2 separate regions of the Zea mays genome follow, and region 1 is linked to region 2. The links are chromatin contacts, called in public Hi-C maps. All regions are on one chromosome and are shown on one strand. The core of a region is the stretch at or near the end of the contact, and the rest is flanking DNA. Distances in the headings are between cores, read along the strand shown.

The links. A called contact is a pair of places that touch in the nucleus more often than the background predicts.
Region 1: a Hi-C map of endosperm shows a contact between it and region 2, with 3 times the contacts expected there. The contact joins the promoter of LOC100303795 here to the enhancer-like site in region 2. A contact is called at or near these places in 2 of 25 Hi-C or Micro-C datasets (endosperm and leaf).

The regions. Positions count from the first base shown.
Region 1 is chr8:35,336,633-35,342,708 of Zm-B73-REFERENCE-NAM-5.0, reverse strand. It overlaps LOC100303795 (anther-specific protein SF18), which reads right to left and starts at 3,584. Exons shown (of 1, transcript NM_001165429.1): 1 at 2,818-3,584. The coding sequence starts at 3,564. The coding sequence ends at 3,013.
Region 2 is chr8:35,204,743-35,211,302 of Zm-B73-REFERENCE-NAM-5.0, reverse strand. No RefSeq gene overlaps it. Among protein-coding and RNA genes, the nearest start is that of LOC100191521, 100 kb to the right of the region's middle. Within about 2 kb of position 2,827, at least 18 of the 20 cell types and tissues checked have an H3K27ac peak or open chromatin away from gene starts, as enhancers often do. A contact at or near this core is called in endosperm and leaf, where this site is marked.

The DNA.
Region 1 (6,076 bases), core at 2,335-4,834, 130 kb before region 2:
CCCTAAAAGCCAAAAGCTAAACCAAAGGGCTGGATCCAGAAAGCAGCTTTTTCTAAAAGCTGACTTTCTCGCAGTGCATAACTGAAAGCACCCTTGGACCTGCTTTTAGTGGCTTTTGGATGGAACTGTGAAAACATATATTTAAGAACTTTTAACGGCTTTTAGTGGTTTCCACCAAACAGTTTTAGCTTTTTAACAGCTCACAGCCCACAGCAGCTTTTTCCACAGCTCACAGCCCATAGTAGCTTTTTTCACAGCCACAGCCCAACCAAACAGACCCTTAGTCGAGCAGGCGGTGTGAATCCGGGCGGACGGCGGATGAACTTCCAGGCGACGGCTGTAATACCCAGGAGACGAATGAACGAAGAATTTGGGGAGAAGAGGAATAGGCCAGGTGGGTCCCATATGTCATAGAGAAAGAAATAAAGGAAAAAGGCCCACACGTCATTGTAAGGAAGTGGGAATGCGGGTGAGAGGCCCATTGGCCAATACCTGCCAAAAGGGTCGAGAGACTCGTTTATTTTTTTTTTCAATTTCGAATTTTGTTTCTTTTCTCTTACTTTTTTATATATAAATAAATACATATATACATATATATATATATATTCCAAAAAAATATTCAATAAATCCAAAAGTAATACCTTTATAACCAATTTGAGAAATAAATTATTTTAGGGAAAATTCACTAACTAAATAAAATGGCTTAAAAAGGGGTAAATAAACCAAATGGGATTTTTGCATGACAAAAATTAACAATTCATTATTTTGAGATCTTTCTTACGAAACTAAATCTAAAAATATTGGATTTATAAATCAAATCAGACAAAATATATGCTTCAGCATGAATGCATCAAACACTTGGCAAAATTTTATTTGAAACAAGAAATTGTTCAATTTATTTGTATCACCATTTCAATATTTGAAAACATAAATATTTTCCTTTCTACTAGAAACTAAATGATTAAACTAGGTTTCTTTTACTTGATGGATTTAGGGTGTTACACTCGGTAAAACAAATCACCGTGTCTCACTATTCATTTGCTTGTGATTTGTTTTCGCCCTCTCTTTCGGACTCGATTATATTTCTAATGCTAACCCCGGCTTGTAGTTGTGCTTAAGTTTATAATTTTTAGATTTCGCCTATTCACCCCCCTATAGGCGACTTTCACCTAGCCTAGCTTAGTCTTCGCTATTGGGGCTTATCTGCATAACGACGGTGGCCTACAACTAGAGGCGTAGTTAGGGCATGTTTGTTTCAGCTTATAGATTATATAATCTTGATTATAATCTAGATATATTATAATCTACATGTAGTTGTTTGGTAGTCTAGATTATACAAATATAGATTATTCATAAAGGCAGTAATACCCTCGTTTGTTTATTTGAGGTAAGGAAAAAAGGATGGCATATATTGTAATTTTTATTTACATAACCATGGATAGTGGGTCTTTTGCCAAAATAATCTCGAATAAGCTACTCTTGAAGAGATTATGAGATTATCATAATCTAGGCTTTAGATTATATAATCTGAACTCATAATCTAAGTGTTTGTTTACTTATTGGATTATTTGCGCTGAATTATATAATCTGGAGAGATTATAATCCGAAACAAACAGGAACTTAGTAGTAATAAACATGATGAGGGTTAGGTCGTTCGGACAAAAAGCCGGAAACCATATTCCCATTATCTTAAAAAAAAGAATGTCAAGAACTCTATGGTTCAGTATTAAGTCTCCAAGTAGCAGGAGCTAAACGCGAGGAAGCTCTTAATTACCCATGACTCGTTGAGGTATATATAAAAGAAAAATAAGAGGCTTACAAATACGAAACAGGGAATACCAGCACAATTAAAGCCTCACGTACGGACAGGATCCTGCGCTTTTCGCTAGAGAATAGATAACATAGCAAGCTCCACCATGCCAATCGGCTATGCCACGCACGTACGCCTCTAGCGTGTCCTCTCTCTTTCTCTTTGTGGCTCCGTAGAACATGAACTTTGGCAACACCTTTTCTCCTTCCCTTTTTCTTTGCTTCACATCTTCTCTCAATACCTTTGAAAACCGCAAAGAAACCCATCGAGCTCCCGGCCACGAAACTAGCAAAGGCGCTTTCGAATATCTTTTCCTTACATGGGTATGCGCCTTTTAAAAACCAATGTGCTACCAAAGTTTTTTTTTTTTTGCGTGTGCTACAGCTGAAGGGACATCGTGCAAGCTAGGCTGGTGCATGGGCATGGCCAGCCCAAGTTGACGTGTGGTGTTCATCTAGATCTACACCTTCTAGATAACAACAGTGCGCTGCTATTATTTTGCTTCTATGGCCGCCGCTGCACTTGCATTTGCATATGCACAGCACACGGATCGGGGACGGAGATGGTGGAACGTGGACCCCTCGCAAATGTTACTTGTGTCTTTGGATGCTTGCTTTGGTCGCTCGCGCGTCTCGAGACGAGACGAGGCGAGACTCTGGCAAAGTGAGTAGCCAAGCAGATTATTATTGTGTCTTCCACTCCCATTTCCTCTCCCAGCTGGGCTGGCCTGGGTGGGACTGGCACCAGACATTTCGATCCACCAAAGACTTTTTTATAATGATTTCTTGGCCGCAGAGATCTACCAACCTCATAATCAAAACAATTATTTAAAATAGGCACAGTATCCCATGTAGAACAGAGAGAGAGGTGAGAAACAAAGCTAGAGAGCTAGGCGAACAGACTTCTTCATTCTGTGACATGAAATGGGTATGCTATAGATTATTACTAACTGCTGCCCCCCTCCTTGTACAATCTGTGCTACGAATCCGAAAGAGAAGAAGAAAGAGGACGAGGAAATGAACCGAATCGTAAAAAAAAACAACAATTACAATTTAGTACCGGTAGAATACACAGGCCACCCCCAACCACAATTGAATCGCCAGCTGGATCGATCACCGCCTTGTAGAAACTAGAAACAGCGCATGCATGCATGCAGGTGCAGCACGCATTGAATGATGGCTCGCTCTGCAGATCTGGACCCCTCACGGCGTCTGACACAGCAGCAGCAGCATGCTTGTGAGGAGGAGCACCGGCAGCAGCGAGGCGGCGGTCACGGCCCGCGCGCCGGAGTGCAACGGCGGCGGCGGGCTGTAGAAGTAGAAGGGGAAGTAGGGCAGGAACGGGTTGGGCGGCGGCGGCGCCGTCGGGTACACACCACCGCCCTGCTGCGACGCGCCACCGCCACTGCCGCCGCCTCCGCCGGTAGGCGGCGGGTAGTAGAAGCCTCCGCCACCAAGGCCGCCGCCGCCGCCGGAAGCAGCAGGAGGTGGCGGGGACGAGTAGATGACGGGGCCTCCGCCTCCGCCGGAGGGGGAAGGGTAGGACGGCGTGGTGGGCGGGCAGGGCGTGGTGACCGGCGCCGGGGGAGGGGACGGCGGCGGGTAGTAGTAGGACGGGTTGCAGGGATTGTCGCAGGACGCGCAGAGGGTGCAGGTCGTGCCGTCCTTGTGCACGATGGTGGCCGGAGCCGGGTCGGCATTGCCCAAGCCTAGGCTGGCGGCGAGGACGAGCGGGAGGAGGAGGAGTGCTGCCATGGCGGGGAGCGGGGTGGTAGGGACGGGAGTGGGAGTGAGAGCATGTGGAGTGTTGATGGAATGGGGTACTTAATTGGGAAGGGAAGGAAGTGGAAGGTGGCATCTGGCATGGTCGGCTGCCTCGATTAGTTTAGTCGCCGTCACGGACTTGCTCGCTTTCGCTTATTATGTTTCCCCGCACTTTTTGCGTCCGCTTTTTTTTTTTGGGATACCTTGCACGGTGCCACTTTCCAGCAGATCGACAATGGGGAAATTAAGGACAACCGCAAGGTTTAGATGATAATAACTGGCATTAAGATCGGTTCTTTGCGTTTTCAACGTGTGCTGTAAGATACCACTGCTAAAAATACATAATTGTAACAAACATGAATTATCATAGAATATAGTGCCGATGGGCTTGCAACATGGACAGAGGGGCTGAGTCATGTGCGGATCTAGACCATAGGCCCACGGCCCGCGGCGTGGGCGTCATATATATATATATATATATATATATATATATATATATATATATATATATATATATATATATATATATATATATATATATATATATATATATATATATATATATATATATATATATATATATATATATATATATATATATATATATATATATATATATATATATATATATATATATATATATACACTTGGCCAAGTATGTTGGGCTGGTCCGAAGCACGAAAAAAATCACAGACCAAATACAACACTGTCTCAAACATTTAGTGTCGGATTGGCACGGTCCGATATATATCAGACCGGGTTTTGGCCGAGGTCGTGGCCCATGGGTGGGTACAAGCACGGCTCGTTTAAGGCAGACACGAAACGACCCACATAGAGGCATGAAAATGCTCATATCTATACTATACTTAAAGCACCAGTTTCAACGATCGTCCCACATCATCTTTTTACAAATAAATCATCATAGCTATTTTAAATTAATCTGTTGCACGCCTATAGATGGCCAAACGGCGGTCAGGCACGGGCCAGACGCCCCGCGGGCCACAACTCTGGCCTAGGCACGTCATACCGGCTTGCTGACTGTGTCGGGCCAACCCGTTAGCCCGTCGGCCCATTTGATTAAATCAGCGTAAAATGTTAAAAACAGTGGAGGAGGTGGGGTTCGAACCCATGCCCTGATGGAAGAAGGGCGGGAGACACTGGGTAAAGCTGTCTAACTAGTAGAACATCATGCTAAGATATTTTTAATATTGAATATAAATTATATATATGTATATGCGTTTTTTAAAATAAAAAATGTATAATCGTGTTGGGCTGGACCAGCACTAGAGGCCGAGGCTACAGCCCAAACACGGCACGACGTTCTTGGCTCTTGCAAGCATTAGGTCGTTTCTGAGACCATATTGGCGCAATGGCCTCCATGGTGTTTGAGGTTGCTAAATTGGATGGAGCAACAATGATTTGTCACACTAACAGTAAAATAAAAGGTTATTTGTTGGTTTTAAACGTTGGTAATTGCTACGAAGTAGCATAATTTATATGAAACGCATCCAGTTTTTATTAATGCCTGACTTTAGCAATCACTCTATATTTTGATCTATTTTTTTATAAGTTTGAGTTCATGTGACTTATTTTAGAAACTTGAGCTCACAAACTTTCTCTTATTTGGTCTCTGTATGGTGGAATTATGTCATTTTATAATATATGTTCGTTCAGTCAGTCGTTGTGAACTCTCTTCTAATCACTCACTTCATTGGTTGTGTTGTACCAAGACGTATTGAATGGAGTAAATAATAACATCAGTTAGCCAAATCAAAAAAAATATTATACGGAATCAATAAAAATTCTTAAAATCTTTTGGTGGATAGTTTACATGGTATTGTTATAAACCGTCGCAACGCACGGGCAACCGACTAGTATTAATTAAAAATACACTTCATTCCACACTTTCATGTATTTGATAAAGAACACAAAGCTAGAGATAATGCTAGTTACAAGTTTTTTTAGCTTTGAATTAGAGTATGTGATGCAATTTTACTTTTTTTATGAACATTAGATAATGAACTGAACTTACGAACTCTGTATAGAGCTGATTATACTCTTTTTCCGTCTAACAAAATGATTTTTTAACGAGGTAGTCATTCCATAATTCTGATAACTTAATACAAATATTAAGTTTGCTATTGGTCAAATTTATTTGTCTTATCTTTTATTTGTTTTATTAAATTTGTTTTGAATTTAGGGCTCTAATGTGAATTTCGAGCCCAAATGTGAATTCCGGTCAAAAATTGAATTTCGGGCTTTCTATAATTTCATGCCGCCAAAAATGAGCCCAGCACATTTAAGCAATTATGGGCCAGGCCGTGGGCCGAGGGCTAGGCCCGTGGGTCGGCCCGGCACGACCCGAAATTCAAACGAGCCGGGCCTTTCGGGCTTGGGCCAGGCCGGACGGCTCGAATGTACACCTATATTTATATAGCAACATGGTTTAGGAGATTTGTGGAGGGCGAGCCATGAAACGAGTGTCATTGTTCACGACAGCAGG
Region 2 (6,560 bases), core at 1,578-4,077:
GTGACCAATCGTGAACTGTTCGGCATCTCGTAGAGAGGTACCCAAGGTCATGACTTCCCATGAGCAGGATCTAGGGATCATTGGTGTTTGGCCTAAAACGGCATCAACACACTTTTTGGTGACTCTGCTTGGGATGGAAGATCAGATCTATCAGATAAGGTCTATTAGATTAGTTCTATTAGATCGACCACGATGCTCGATAGGGATGAAAATGGGTATCCTAATATTTAGAACAAATTTAGTATTTTAAAATAGATACGTATGAAATTTGATGTTATACTTTTCTTATGTTATCAAGCACATTATTATAAATAAGGATACTTTTTTGCATATTTTTTACATTATTTGCTTCCTACAACAAAGAAGGTGAAAAAATATATGTATCCATATCCGAATTGTATCCAAAATTTATATCTATCATTTGAGAAGATATATGATAAATTTGAGGCTTACCTTTTATGAACCTTTACAAGCTCAATGCTAAAAACAAGAATATGAATTTGCATAGTCGATTCTATATCCTATTTATTCACAATCAAAGAAAAAGACCAAAAAACTGGTATTCAAATAAGTATCCGTTTTCATCCCTAATGGCAAATCCCAAAGATTGCGCTGATGTTTCCCCGAACAACATCCTTAGACCGACTTTTGAGAGTTTGTCGGTCGACAACCAATAAAAAATTGAAGACTATATGAAGAAGCGAAACAAGGAGATAGAGAGATGGTACCTGTCGCACTTCACTGTAGATCGCCACAACAAAGGTCATTCAGGAGAGGGAAGTGGAGCCGTTTCCCTAATGGCCTCGCTGCAGCCACCCACTATAAGTAACATTGTGTCATCCCATGATTTTCAATCTATTATAAATCTTTTTGATGATCGGATTAAACTCGTAGTGGAGTCTATGGATAAGATAGTGCGTACACTATAAAAAGTTCATACACCTAATTTTCCATCGTATAAATTGGGCACTAAAACGTTTGCGTCGAACACATTGACAACAAATGGGTTTTCTTAGGCCTATCCATATGTATGTCGACGAACTTATATCTAGGACAACCGCTACCACTGTCTACATTGTACGATAGGTCGACACTGAGTACGCTCGGACAGTCTGAGTACAATCTCGGACCATTCGACCCTCCCACATACTGTCTAGCTCCATATGCCAGACTGTCTAGTGCAGCGCTAGGCCCATCACATGGTGCACAAGTAGTGCCAAACACTATCGGACAGCTCGGATATAATCTCATATCATCCGACGTCTTACACCGGACAATCTAGCATCACACTAGACCGTCCTGCCACCCATGACAGATTGTTCGGGTATGTCTACATAGGAAAAGGTGATGCACAAAACACACAATTTTTCTATCCACCGCAACAACACTATATCTCCCACCTACGGCACATCAAAGCCACAATATGCCACCATCTATACAAAAGGTTGAATGTTTTTTTCTACCCATAGGGAGCCAGAGAGGTTCACCCCATACTACACGATAGTGGGATGTTATACCAGTATGCCTCAGGGGCCCATATCGGCGACCACCTTTGACCATACTGGGGCAGAAGGCCGTCATAAAGATACTGACCACTTGAGCCCCATGTCTCGAGGACCAATGGGTTACCATCAGCCACTATGGATAAAGTTCGAGAGGAAATAACCAAACTATTTCGGGATAAATTAGGTGTTAGTGCATACTGCCGAGGACAGTCCTATCAGAGGCCATACGACCCCTGATGGACACAGTATTGTACCCTGTGGGGACCAATGTGCCAGATTTCTCCAAATTATCGAGCGAGTGCAGTAGAGTCACTCACGAACACGTGGGCCAATTCCTAGCACAATTGGAGGAAATTGGCCGATAGGAAGCTTTTTGTGTCCGCTTTTTCTCGTTGTCCCTTAGTGACACTGCATTCACTGGGTATGTTGCCTTGCCTCCTAACTCGATTAGTTCCTGAGATGATTTAGAGCAAAACTTTTATGAATACTTTTCCTTTGGAGATTACGAGTTAGATTTGTTGATTTGGCATCGGTCCAACAAAGGGACGATGAATCGGTTAACGATTACCTCAGAAGGTTCAAAGATACTAGAAACAAATGTTTTGAGATCCATATCACAGGGCTAGCCTGGTTGGCTTTTAATAGGTTGAGTTCGTACTTGATAGAAAAACTAGATGGTACCCAGTTCTTTTCGCTAACTTAGTTGTATCAGCGGGCTTTGACTTTTTTTAGATAATGAATACCAGTCCAGCTTCACCTCACTTGGAGGAATAGACAACACACAGAAAGTTTTTTACATGGAGCCACATATGAAGGGACAAACCTCTCGTAACATACCATAAAAGACCACGGTTTGATATCCAGAAAAAGATACACAACCCATAGACAAAACTACGAAGCAATTCGATTTGTAAACCTCCATCCATGTTGCACAAAAATCTATAGAGCCGTGCACTCTAACCATCGGCAAGCTTACTTTATTTGGATACCCTCTTTTTGTTTATGAAGATCAGCGGACTTTGGCTTGTGTGAACACAGTGTCAGTGAACCGACGGGGACAAGTTGACCCTTGACAGACCACGAGGAAGGTGTCTTGTGCAGATCAACACGAGTCCAAATGGTGCAATGCGACATGCGCACGTGGGTTGAGTCTTCACTTCGAGAAACCCGTAGCGTCAGCGAATCTGTGGCTGTAAACCCAACCCACGGACGACAACGAGATACTGGCATGGCCACATGGCTTTTTGCACATGACATGCGATCGAACGCGGTCTCACGCGGCTGTTTCTTGGGGCGCCTGGGTCATGGCGTGGAACACATGTGGGATCGGAGGCCGGTGGGAAAGATGCTAGCTCTCGTTCGCGGTCGCGGGCTCTCACTAGAGCCTTGTGCCACCACGCCGGTCCGAAGGCGCTTTCTGTGTTCCGATCCCGGTTGACAACAGTCTTACTACCGACTGTTCGATAGGATAATCACGACGAGGGTGTGCTCGACGCGGCTGCACACGCATGTGCTTGCGTGCTGTCCAGCACCACTTTGCCTACCGCGCGCTCCACACGATGATGACTCAGAAAGCACGAGTCAACGTAAATGCAACACGACGATCTGATCTGAACGGGAAGGATCACGCAGCAGCACTCAGTTGGTGCAGGAACGCGAAAAGGCGCAGGTGCCGGACGCGAAGCAGGCCAGGCCAAGCCAAGCGACAGTAAGAAGCAAGCGCGCGTTTAATTCCGGCCTGAGTGGGTGAATGAGTGATTGCGAGAGCAAGCGCGTATACTATTTATGTATGTACTGAGGGAGACATTAAACGTGTACACATTTAATGGAGGATGAATTTACGTCCAAGCACAGAACCAAAGATGGATGAGGGTGATGAATCTGCAGAAATAGAAGTTGCAGATGAAGCTGAAGCTGAAGCTGAAGCTGAACCTTGTTCCGGGAGAAAGAGGGCAAGCTCTGGGACAAAGTCAAAGAAAGGAAAAAGAACCCAAGCATCCATGAGCAAATATGCGGTTTCAGCTCCACCAAAACCACAAAGACAAAAGCATTGCAAGTCTGTGAAAAAGTCACAAATGCAAACATTCTCAGGTTACTCTTGAATACTCCACAAAGAGTAAGGAAGCATGTAGCTATATAATGGTAGCACTCAATACAATAATAAAATATAGACCAGTATTATGTTATATAATGCAGAAGCACATACAAGAAACTTTTTTCTTTGGAAAGAAACAAGATCACAATCAATTGTTCATTATTACTCATGTTCAATAATAACTTGACATGAACTATAACCAGTGTTCAGATGTGAATCAGTCAACACTACCGGAATCACGTTCTTTGCCGAGTGTCTAATTTCTCAAAACAAGACACTCGACAAAGACTGCCGAGTGTAACACTCGTCAAAGAACACTTGACAAATATTTTATCGGCAAAAAACCCTTTGACGAGTACTTTTTTTCGGACACTTTGCCGAGTGTCGAAAAACACTCGGCAAAGAAAAACACTCGGCAAATTAAGAATCGAAAAAATAAAAAAAACAGCAAAACATTTTTTTAAATTATAGGAATAACTCTCCAACCCTACCTATACTTTGCCCATTGCCCTATCATTTTACTACACTACTACACCAATTATATCTATATTACGTTTTCATTCCTCATATATTATAACAAACCGAGAGTAATTTGATTATTTAAAGCACTAAATGAGTTCATTTGAAAATGTGTCTAACTATAAAGTTGCATAACTTTTTGAGATCTACAAGTTTTATTTTAATAGTTTCTACATCCGAGACTGTTTACAAAATTTGAATTTAAATTTGAAAACTTCACACGAATTTTTCAATGATAAGATGATTTCAAATAAAAAAGTTGTCAATTACAAAGTTTCATTACTTTTTAAGACCTACAACTTCTATTTTGGTGGTTTTTTCATCCGAGATAGTTTGAAAAATTCAAATTTTAAAATTCAAATATAGTTTTGCATAACAAGATGATTTCAAACCAAAACATTATCAACTACAAAGTTTCATAACTCTTCAATATCTACAACTTTCATGTTAGTGGTTTTTTTTCTTTCGAGGTCGTTTTCAAAATTCAAATTTTAAATTTTTTAAATTTAGACGTAGTTTTCGTTGACAATATGACTTCAAATGAAAAAGTTATCAACTATAAACTTCTATAGCTTCTCAAGATCTACAAAGTTTATTTTGGTTGTTTGGTTATTTGTTTATCTCACATGATGGTTCTAACAATATGTACAATTTCTATACATCTCTCTCGTAGTTTCATAAACTACGAGAGAGATATAGGTTTTATTAACAAATTTATTTTGTCATATGAAGAAATGTTCAATATATAAATTGTACATCATGATGAGTTATACATATTTGTAGTTGAAAACTTTTTCATTTGAATTAATTTACTGTTTTAAAATGTGATTTTTAAATTGTCTTTGCCTAGTGTTGGAAAAAAGCACTCGGCAAAAAAAGTCTTTGCCGAGTGTCAAAAATAAAACACTCGGTAAAGAGCTTCTTCGCCGAGTGTTTTCTTTTATCGAGTGTTTTTTGCGTGGCACTCGGCAAAGAGCTTCTTTGCCGAGTGCCGAAAAAAACACTCGGCAAAGAACTTGCCACTCGGCAAAGAACCAAATTCCGGTAGTGCAACAATAACTAAAGAATTTATTTTACAACGAATAAGCCAACGACGCCTTATAATAGTTGTAACTTAAATGGCTATTTAGCATGTTTAAGCATTGTCAAAACACTGTAAGATGGCCAGCCGGCCACGTCCATATGATTATCTGTTTACCCAGTTTAAACAGGTGTTTAACCAGTTTAGATGGACATTTGTAACCCAAGTAAATGGCTAAATAGGTGACTGACTCTTTGGCACTTATTGTTTAGGTGAACGCTGATTTTAATATAGCAATCAATCTGAATAGCCCTAGTGCTTAGATGAAAACTAATTTTAGTGTAATCATCAATTCGAATAGCCTTAGAGTTTATATGAACACCGCGATTTTAATGTAAACATCAATCCAAATAGCCTTTACTTATCATGATGAAAAAAAGTAGGAGTTCATATCATGGTTTTTAAAAGATCACACTACAGAAAAGAGAAAACAACAAATGCTGCCAAAATTCTAAATGTTTCCATAGGTCACAGAAATCAAAGTATAGTATGGGACAAGGAAAAAAACTAATAGTATTAAGTGATGAAAGGAAATTCCAGAAAGCTCCATATCAAATATGCAACAAATCTAGATATCCCACCGTGGTCTATGCTGGCTCAAAGGTCATACAAAAGCATGACAAAGAAAGGATGAGCATGAAAGATCATTTATTTAGGGGTGATTGTTCCCTGCTAAAAGAAGGATTCAGCTATTTTTTTGCCATACGAATGACACAACTAACAATTAGTTAACCTCATCATGCTAGATCAAAGGAAACCAAATAATCAATTTCCACTGCAAAAAATTATTTTTTCAAGAGATACAAATAGAGTATAAACGAGACAAGTTACTATCGATGGGATTGATATTGTCCCAGTAAGTCTCCACCCACGGGTGCTGGAGTGGATCACCATAGACCTCACCAGTACTGGTCAGAAGGAACCTAGCGTTGATCCTCTTTGCCAATCCGAGCATGTTCCTAGTCCCAACCACATTGTTCTTGTGCTATAACAAAGGTTAAGTCATCATCAAAATGCTGAACGAAACACAATAAGATGAGGCCTTCACAGGCAGCTGACTGAAGGTTTACCACTAATCTAATCTAGAACTCGTCGAAGTCCTGAACCTCCTGAAAGTCCTCCATGTTGCCTTCATCTTCTCCTGAGCACTGGTTGCAATAGAGACAACCTGTGGTTTGATGTTTTAAGCAAAGGTGAGTACACATCAACGTACCCAGCAAATTTGCTTATGTGGACTAGCTGTATATGGGGTTAAACTTAAAGCAGTTGCTTATAGTTGGTCAGATATTTATTACTAGTAGAGAACCAAGTCTTAGTAATAATCCCAAGTCATTAACCCAAATGTACTCCCTTCAAGAGT